Regions from separate parts of the Triticum aestivum genome. Here region 1 is linked to region 2. Evidence: chromatin contacts called from public Hi-C data. All regions are on one chromosome and are shown on one strand. The core of a region is the stretch at or near the end of the contact, and the rest is flanking DNA. Distances in the headings are between cores, read along the strand shown. Region 1 has its middle 8.6 kb from the start of LOC123134507. Region 2 holds the start of LOC123138182 (nicastrin).

Region 1 (4,422 bases), core at 932-3,431, 140 kb before region 2:
CTCTTATCCTTTTCTTCTCTCCCTTCTCCTCTTAACCAAGGCCCGAGCTCGACCACCTCCGCCACTCCGCCGCACGCCAAGCCAACGCCGACTCCGGGAAGGAGCGCCGCTCAAGGAGCAGCCGACACTCAGGAGCACGGGCCGCCGCCAACCACGCGCCATGGCCAGGGGCAGGGATTCGGACCACCGCGCCAAGGGGCATGGACTGCCGCCAGCCGAGCGCCATGGCCAGGGGCTTGGGCCGCCGCGCCCTGGAAAGAGGGAGAGTGAGAGGATGCACGCCGAGGAGCTCACGATGGTTGCAGGCCCAGCTCCCCGGCAGGAGGAGGCGGCAGCCCGTACGCGCGCTGGAAGGGGCTCCGCGGCGGAGCGCACTGGGCGGGCGACGGACGATAAGAGGGAGCTGTGCGGCGGCGCTGGAAGGGAGCTAGGCGCACCGGACGCCGCGACGAGAGGGAGCTCCGCAGCGAGCACCGCGGCGGGTGCGTTCCTCTGGATCTTGAGCATGGGAGGGACCCGATGGCTTTTTTAGTTTGTTTGTAGAACCTGATTGCATTTTTAAAAGTTTAAAGATTGCTTTTTTAAGTATGCAGGGACACTAACATGTGGGCCCCCGTTGTCATTTAACGGTCAAACAAACAGTCAAAACAATTAGTTTTCTTACATGCGGGCCCCAACTGTCATAATCACGATCAATTGTAAAGCATTGGACAATTAGAGTTTTTTTAAACAGCCGACCCCTGACTTAATAGTTATCAGCGGAAAAAAATATTCGGTAGTCTTTTAAAACTCTAGCATGTAAAGTACTCCCTCTGTTTCTTTTTACTCCGCATATAAGTTTTGGTCAAAGTCAAACTTTGTAAAGTTTGACTAACTTTATAGAAAAAATATTAACATATACAATATTAAAGTTATATGTTATGAAAATTAATTTCATCATGCATCTAATATTATTGATTTCATAGTGTGGATGTTGATATCTTTTCCTACAAAGCTAGTCAAATTTCACAAAGTTTAACTTTGACCAAATCTTATATGCAAACTAAAAAAATTACTCACGAAAAGCTGGGCGTCCTGGGCTTCAAGACTGGAGGATGCATGACTTGTTTAGTCCAGTAGTTTTTGATTAAAATCTAGGAGGGTTTTGAACGATTTTTGTGGTTGCTTTACTTTCATGTATCCTCTCTACTTTGTAATTCGGTCAGGGGATGTAGGAGTGTTGGGGGACCTTTGCTTCCCCAGACTTGATCTAGCTGTTGGTGGTGTTGTGTTTGGGCTGTATGAAACGACTATTTGGTTTCGTTAATGAAATCGGAAATCGGGGGAAAGACCCTTCACATTAAAAAAGAACTTCACTCTAGCTGAATTTTCTTTTTGGGCGCGCCTGGTACTTTTTCATATTTTCTTAGAAAACGTGATTTTTGCTCTGTGATGAAGGGGAGGGATGGATCAAATGTGTTGTTTTGTTATGTGGCCGTTTACCGCAAACAGAAGCAGTTGATGAACAGATTAGTAAGAAAGAGCAGTTGATGCAAAACATGGATGTGGCGAGCAACACGAACGAAGCATAATTAACGGACACGGCCGAGATAAAATGGTTGGCTCGCTGAACTAAACCCGGCGAACGATACGATGCCTCCCGCCTACTTCCCCTGCTCCGCCGCGGCGTCACCTCCCCCCGGGTTGGGCGGGGGGGCTGGCTGCACGCGGCCGCCGACCGCCGGTGCGCCGTTCACCGGGGAAAGGAGGAAGCGGAGCGCGCCGCGAACGGCTCCCCTCAGCACCGCCCCTCTCTTGGGGATGCAGCGAGGGCGTGCCCTTGCCGTTGCCGGTGCCGCCTTCTGGCCGCCGCCGCAGCTCATCCCGGTTGCCAGCGTGGGGAGAGGCGAGCTTGCAGAGGGTGGTCAGGACGTCAGCTTGTGGGGAGGGAGCGTGAAGAAAGAGAGAAACCGAGGCGTCTGCCGGAGCCAGGGGAGCTCTGATTTATACCACCGCCGTTAGAGGCAGGGCAGGTGCGCGCGTGCACGCTTACAGTGCACAGAGCGGGGAGGAAAGCGGCGGGAAGCAGGGGTGAACTGGACCGGAAGAGGCGGGGGTGAGGTGGCGATGGCTACTGCTGCTGGACGGTGAGGTGAGGTGAAGCAGACTAGGCGGGTGGGTGGGAGTGGTGGAAGTTTCTTCCGTTGGTTAACGTCACAGGAGGAGCCAAGAGGGAGGGAAAGTTTCCGGCGGGCATGTGGTGCCTCCATCTCTCCCGATCCGCCGTGGGAAAGCTCGATTCCCGGCCGCACCGGGGCCCTCCGGATCGCGGCGGTGCTGCCTTTCTGCTGTTTTCCTCTTGTCCTGGCCGGGCTACGCGATGATGACTAGCAGTGGCGCGCACGAACCCGTCCGTCCATCCGCTTTCCCTATCACCAGCGACCCCAACCCAATCCCCCCATTCGTGATTCGTGTCACTTGCAGCAGTCGCATGAGAAACAAAATGCCACGAAAAGGACGTGCCCCGGTAAGAGTAAGGGAAAAGATTAGCTTCAACCGGCTGATAACCACGACGCATCCGCCTCCTTCAGCGATTGACACGCGTCAAGTGGCCCCCACTCCACCGATATCCTTATCTTGAGCGAAACTTCTTCATACTTTTTTCGCCCGTAGCCAAAACTGACTGTGAGTTAACAGCTTGGCCAGCACCGTCCGCCCGCACGCGCTTCGCCGGCGAGCCGCACCCCTTGTCGCTGCTCGGCGTCCCTCCGCATCCGGCTAACCCCTGCGTCGCCGTTGCCGCTTCAGGAGCACTTCAATGAAAGCAACAGTTCGTCCAAGCTTGTCTGCGACGACGATTGTTCGGTGGCAGCGTTGAGGAAGATGGCCATGGAGCAGTCCCTAGTGATGCAGCTGCTCGTTGTCTTGCTTCCGGCGATCCATTTAGCCGGCATCGAGCTCACCGAGGTCATCGCCAAGATGTTTGAGAGCATACTGGACTGCTCGTCCAAAGCCAAACCGTGCTAAAGCTTTTCGGCTCGATCTGCTGACACAAAGCTTCTACCACAACATCACCTTGGTTGCAATTTTTTTTTGCAGCAAATGCCTTGTTGCAGGAATACAGAGAAGAGGCTGGAGATGTTGTTGAAATTTTTGCAACAAGGGTCTTGTTGCAGGAATACAGAGAAGAGGTCGGAGATGGTCTTGAAGCAAAGGCTATCTTGAAATGCAGGTTTTGCAACATGGGTCTTGTTGCAGGAACATGGGCGGGGCCGTCGGGGCCGGGGCAAGGTTGTTTGTTTTCGCAATAGCGCCGCGCTGGGCGCAACTCTGTCGGGGCTGGGGCAAGGTTGTTTATTTCTGCAATAGCGCCGCCCTGGGCGCAGCTCTGTCGTGGCCGAGGCAAGGTTGTTTGTTTCCGCAATAGCGCCGCGCTGGGCGCAGCTCTGTCGGGGCCGAGGCAAGGTTGTTTGTTTCCGCAATAGTGTCGCGCTGGGCGCAGCTCTGTCGGGGCCGGGGCAAGGTTGTTTGTTTCCGCAATAGCGCCGCGCTGGGCGCAACTCTGTCGGGGCCGGGGCAAGGTTGTTTGTTTCCGCAATAGCGCCGCGCTGGGCGCAGCTCTGTCGGGGCCGGGGTAAGGTTGCGCAGCTCTGTCGGGGCCGGGGCAAGGTTGTTTGTTTCCGCAACAACGCGGTTGTTGCGGGAATTAATGAGGGGGCATGCGGGGCGCAGCCACTACATCGGACGGCTAACGGCGCGGGGATCCAACGACCATCGACGCGGCGGATATTTTAGAATCATCGGCCGGCGGACGCGTAGCAGCGCCGATAGTAAGAGTAACTCTATAGATCCTGAAAATTCAGTGCCCAAAAGGATATTCTTAGACCAATGTTTGAATTCTCACATTCCAGCGATTTCTGAAATTTTAAATTAAATGCGGATTTGGCTAAAAACTCTCACCTTTTTCTTTTACTATGAAAAACCTCACCTTTCATCGATGGCTTTAAGATTCAGGCTGTAAACATCTACTATTCTCCCTTTTTTTGCTATACAAATTGAATACCATGCCTAATACAACTATTGGCCCCACCATTGTCCTTCATATGGCAGGGATTGGTGGCAGCATGTGACAGCCCTCTCTCTCTCTCTCCCTCTCTCTCTCTTCTCCCACACATAAATCCACCCTTTTATTTCATCTTAGCTAAATTAAATCGTCCATATCATTTAAACTATAAGTTCATTTTTGAAATAGTTTGTATATTTGAACTCCTGGCACCGGGACCTTTAGAACTAGACCAAACTTAGATACATTTCGAACACTTTTAAATTTTAGTGTTTCACAGTCCATATGTGAAACAAATCTATTTCACTAGAAAAATAAGGAAAAACCTATTTCAATTGAAATATGTGAAACCAATCTATTTCACTAGAAACCTATATTAA
Region 2 (4,427 bases), core at 1,729-4,228:
TCTTTTAATTGCAAGGTAGCACTCATCAGGACCACTTTCAACTGACTAACCATATCTGCCGGATCAATCTTCATCCCAGAGCGTATTTGTTTCTGTTGGTCTGCATACACAAACTTTCATATGCACAGAAGTTAGCAATGCCTGTATGTTTTACCTTTCATCAAAATGAAGATGAGGTAAGCTCTTGAGTTTCTACCTTGCGTGCCTTTATAACTCTAGAAAGCATCCCAATAAGTATATCTGTGTTCAAACTCCTTTCATGTGCCTCGTCCAAGATGATCACCGAATAGTGCTTCAACAGAAAGTCACTCTGCAGAAGAACACTAAGCCATCTGATAAGGAGTTTCAATCTTTATTACAGACACAGCTTCAATTAAAGAGATGCATATGAATTTCAGAACAGCAAATGACTTGTTTTACAAAAAAAAAATTGTGCAAATTATAAAATTACGGAAGACAACTGATTGTGAACGATAGAGTTACGGAAGACAACTGAATGAGCGATCAGACTTAACCAAAGTTTAAACCTCACTAAAGTTATTCATAAATTTGAGTCATCTCATCTGCAGTTATGGCTTTTGATGCATTTCTGGTTGTGGAATAATAATTTAGCACCAGTTATCAGTTTATTACAACAAACACGAAACTTTAATGAAGACATGATATTGAATAATAAATAGACTGATAGAAGTAACAAGGAAAAACAAACAGATACACAACCTGGACCTCTCGTAGCAAAATGCCATCTGTCATGAACTTGATGGAGCATTTATTTCCCACCTGCTTGTCATGTCTAACTTGAAAACCAACCTCCTTTCCTAGCTTCAGTCCTAACTCATAAGATACCCTCTTGGATGTGGCAAGAACAGCAACACGCCGTGGCTGGGTGATACCAATCATCCCTTTTCTATCAGCTCGATTGCTTGTGCCAAAGCCGGCTTCATATAAGAACTGCAGAACAAATAGCATAGAGAGCAATGAAAAACTTGGTAGATGCTTAATACAAGCCTAAAGGATCAGAACTCCTAGCTTAGACAAATGTTTAAGAGGCGCCATGTGTGAGCACACTCACCTGAGGGACCTGAGTAGTTTTACCACAGCCCGTTTCTCCGCACAGAATTACCACTGAATTTTCATAGATAGCTTCCATTATTTCCTGCTCCATCATTATTATTGGGAGATCCCTCCTCGCCTTCTCAACCTCATGTGGTCTTGACACATGCACAACAATGGGAGAACTGAAGCACTCCTGTACAGCGGCTTCACCTTGTTGTGGCTCTTTATCCTAACAAAAACAGGAGAAGGATAATAATTCAGTTAAGTCAGAACATGGCACCAGCTTTCTGAGACGAATATATTTCAGATGCGGACCAGTCACCTGGATATCAATCTCTACACCAGAGCAACTTGGCACAGATGAACGAACTGTCGGATGTACCAAAATGTCATCATCATCATTAGTCTTTTCAGTTTTTTGTTTTGGAATGCTCTGATGTGCTGAATTGTCAACATCAGCATTAGTCTCTTCAGTTTTTTGATCCAGAATGCTCACACCAATACCCATGTTAGGCTTCACTGCATCACTCTCATGATTCTTTCGTTCACTACCAGGATGATAAAGTTTTGTGCTCTGAACTAACTTCACTGGGCAAGCTTCCGGCACATCTTCAGTGTTTTCAGGAACTGGAACTCCTTTCTGATCAGAGTTTTTCTTGAATAGCGAAAGTTCTTCAGGGACATCTAAACCAGCCTTGCACAACTGCATGGCACGCCTACGTTTTTCTTTCATAGTCGCAGCCTGCAGTGCAACAAAATACCATGAGGAAAATAATCCTGCAATGCGAAAGGAACTGATCCAGGTGGTGCAGATAGAGCCACCGTACTTGACCAATAGACCCCGAAGTGTGCAGCAGTGAGTATGCCTCATCAGCGATCCTGTGCTTCCTATTGCGCAGGGCCATTATCATACATAATCGTCAGAAAGAAATAGAAACCAGCACAGAAAGTAAACATGACAAGTTCAAGACATACTGCAAAGTCCCGATGCTTTGAGCTTGCAGCGCCTTCTTTTGTTTGTCCTCCTGCGAACAGTCAGACCGGCATTAACATATACTGATACAAACACCAAAGCTGGCTAGCAACAGAAGAAGTCCCAACCTCCAATTTCTGCAGCTTTTTGAGCTGAGTCTTGCTCATCTTAGCATCTTCCTTGGTCTTGTTCTTGTTGCCATCCTAGCAATCCAGAAAACAGAGGTTCACACAATCACATACTAGCATCTGATCAGAAGGGAAACCAAGGCACGTGGGGCAGATAAAATGCACCCATTGTTATTATTACCTTGCCTTTCCCTTGCGATTTGTTCTTCGTCTTGCAGGGCAAAATCAGCGCGTTGCTATCAACCTCCAATTTCTGCAGCTTTTTAAGCCGAGTCTTGCTCATCTTAGCATCTTCCTTGGTCTTGTTCTTGTTGCCATCCTAGCAATCCAGAAAACACAATCACATACTAGCATCTGGTCAGAAGGGAAACCAAGACACGGGGGGCAGATAAAATGCACCCATTATTATGATTACCTTGCCTTTCCCTTGGGCTTTGTTCTTCCTCTTGCAGGGCAAGATCAGCGCGTTGCTATCCTCCTTCTCCATGCTCGAACTGCGACCTGCGAGAAGCATCAGAGACCGCAGATACAGAGCGCCAAGTATGCGAGTAAGGCGGCCGGAAACTCACACCGCACACCGCAGCTGTCGCCGCCGAGGTCTGCCGCGTGGAGATTGGAGCTTGGCCGCGGCACGCCGGAGGGCGGACTCCGGGCAGGTAGGCCGAGAGGGGTGACGGAGGAGGGAGGGGGCGGCGCCAACGGAGGAGAGCAACAGGGGATGGCGGCGCCGGCGCGGGTGTGGCGCTCGGCTAGGGCGTAGGGCCGTGTTGGGCTTAAGTGTCGCGAAGCCGCAAGAATGAGACGGAAACGGCCATAAGGGCCCACTAGCCCACGAACCTTTCTCTCTAGCCTGGTGGTGGCCTCTTCCGCCTTCCGGTTCCGGTCAGAGACGAGACGACGACGGCCTCTGCCTCGTCCGCCCCCTGAGCCTCAGATCGCCGCCGCGTCCGCCATGGCGGCCGGCTCCGCGGCTCCCCTCCTCGCGGCCCTCGCCTGCGCCGTCCTCGTGTTCCTCGCCCCCGCCGTCTCCGGTGAGTTGGTCCTCCGTGCCCCTCGCCCCATCCAAAACCCTCCTTCTCAAAGCAAAAGCAAAAGTAATCCTCGCCTAGTTCGCCGTGCTTATTTTATGTAAGAATTGAGTCCAATCGAGGCGATCTCACGCTTCCTCAGAGCCTTCCGTTCGCTGCGGCTAAGCTTCTAGGGTGAATCCGCATGGGGATTAGGTCGTCCGTCTCAACCTGTAGGTGAACCAAGTAGTGGGCCTTGTTAGCTACTAGTTGTAAGCTTTGGTTTGGCAAGCTGCTGCTGTGCTTATTAACTGATAATGGATTGGTAGTTGCTTCGATATGTGTCCGCGGCTTGTGCTATCTCAGTTCTAGAACTTCTGCTATTGTGACTACACTAGAACCACACCCAGACTTCACATTTGCAAGAAAAATGCATCATGGTGCCTTACTAGTTACAACTACGAATGTTTGAGGTTGGCGTTGAATTGCTTATTCCAATTCTGATATTGAGTTGGTGGAGTGAGATTGTGTGCTGTTATGACAGGCGATTTGGTTACAAAACTAGCATGGTTGCTTTTACATGCTTGCATACTTTTTTGCTCGTGTCATGTGCTTGCATAGCTTGGAGATAGATTCGCAAAACAGTGTCACAAGTTCTGGCTTCTCTATAGCTAGTAACTCTGTTAAATTATTTTTCTCCTCACTTGATGTACTGTAGCAGAGGTTCATGTTGCCTTTATGTTTTTCTAGGAGATGCTGCTACACTGGAATCTGTTCCAGATCTTGTGAAGGCAATGTATGTAAACATTGAAAGCTTCCCTTGTGTCAGGCTGCTTAATCTTTCTGGTGAAATCGGCTGCTCTAGTGAGTATCTTTGTTTCCCCTAATGCTGTATGCTTATAGAATGGATGTGATGTTCTGTGACCATAGCAATCTTCAACAAGTCTGTGTTGTGAAGTGTAATTGGTTCTCAGTGTCTCTTCTATTTAATCAGATCCTGGGCACGGCCTGGTTATTGCACCGATTGTAAGATTCAAAAACAGCGATGACCAGTTGGCTCAACCGTCTGCGGTTCTTCTTCCCTTGGATCAGATGCCAGCTTTCTTTCTGAGGTATAAGATCAGATTTGTTAAATCCTGTGCTTAGATAATTGCAGATGTTTTTATAATGTTTGTGCATGCCAGTGAAAAATGAAGTTTTCGTGTCTCTTCCTTGATGGGACAACTGAGATACTGAAGTTACATAATATTTGTGATTTTCTTT

The links. Hi-C and Micro-C count contacts between places; a contact is called where the count stands out from the background.
Region 1: a contact with region 2 is called in a Hi-C map of leaf, with 2.2 times the contacts expected there. The contact joins the enhancer-like site here to the promoter of LOC123138182 in region 2. A contact is called at or near these places in 2 of 5 Hi-C or Micro-C datasets (both in leaf).

What each region holds. Positions count from the first base shown.
Region 1 is chr6B:587,122,265-587,126,686 of IWGSC CS RefSeq v2.1, reverse strand. No RefSeq gene overlaps it. Among protein-coding and RNA genes, the nearest start is that of LOC123134507, 8.6 kb to the right of the region's middle. Within about 2 kb of position 2,181, at least 3 of the 8 cell types and tissues checked have an H3K27ac peak or open chromatin away from gene starts, as enhancers often do. A contact at or near this core is called in leaf, where this site is marked.
Region 2 is chr6B:586,978,874-586,983,300 of IWGSC CS RefSeq v2.1, reverse strand. It overlaps LOC123138182 (nicastrin), which reads left to right and starts at 2,978. Exons shown (of 16, transcript XM_044558102.1): 1 at 2,978-3,188; 2 at 3,915-4,028; 3 at 4,159-4,276. The coding sequence starts at 3,110. LOC123138181 (ATP-dependent RNA helicase DEAH13) reads right to left here and starts at 3,022. Exons shown (of 12, transcript XM_044558100.1): 1 at 2,727-3,022; 2 at 2,573-2,658; 3 at 2,402-2,476; 4 at 2,032-2,081; 5 at 1,884-1,944; 6 at 1,379-1,798; 7 at 1,073-1,285; 8 at 721-951; 9 at 197-310; 10 at 1-113. The coding sequence starts at 2,644.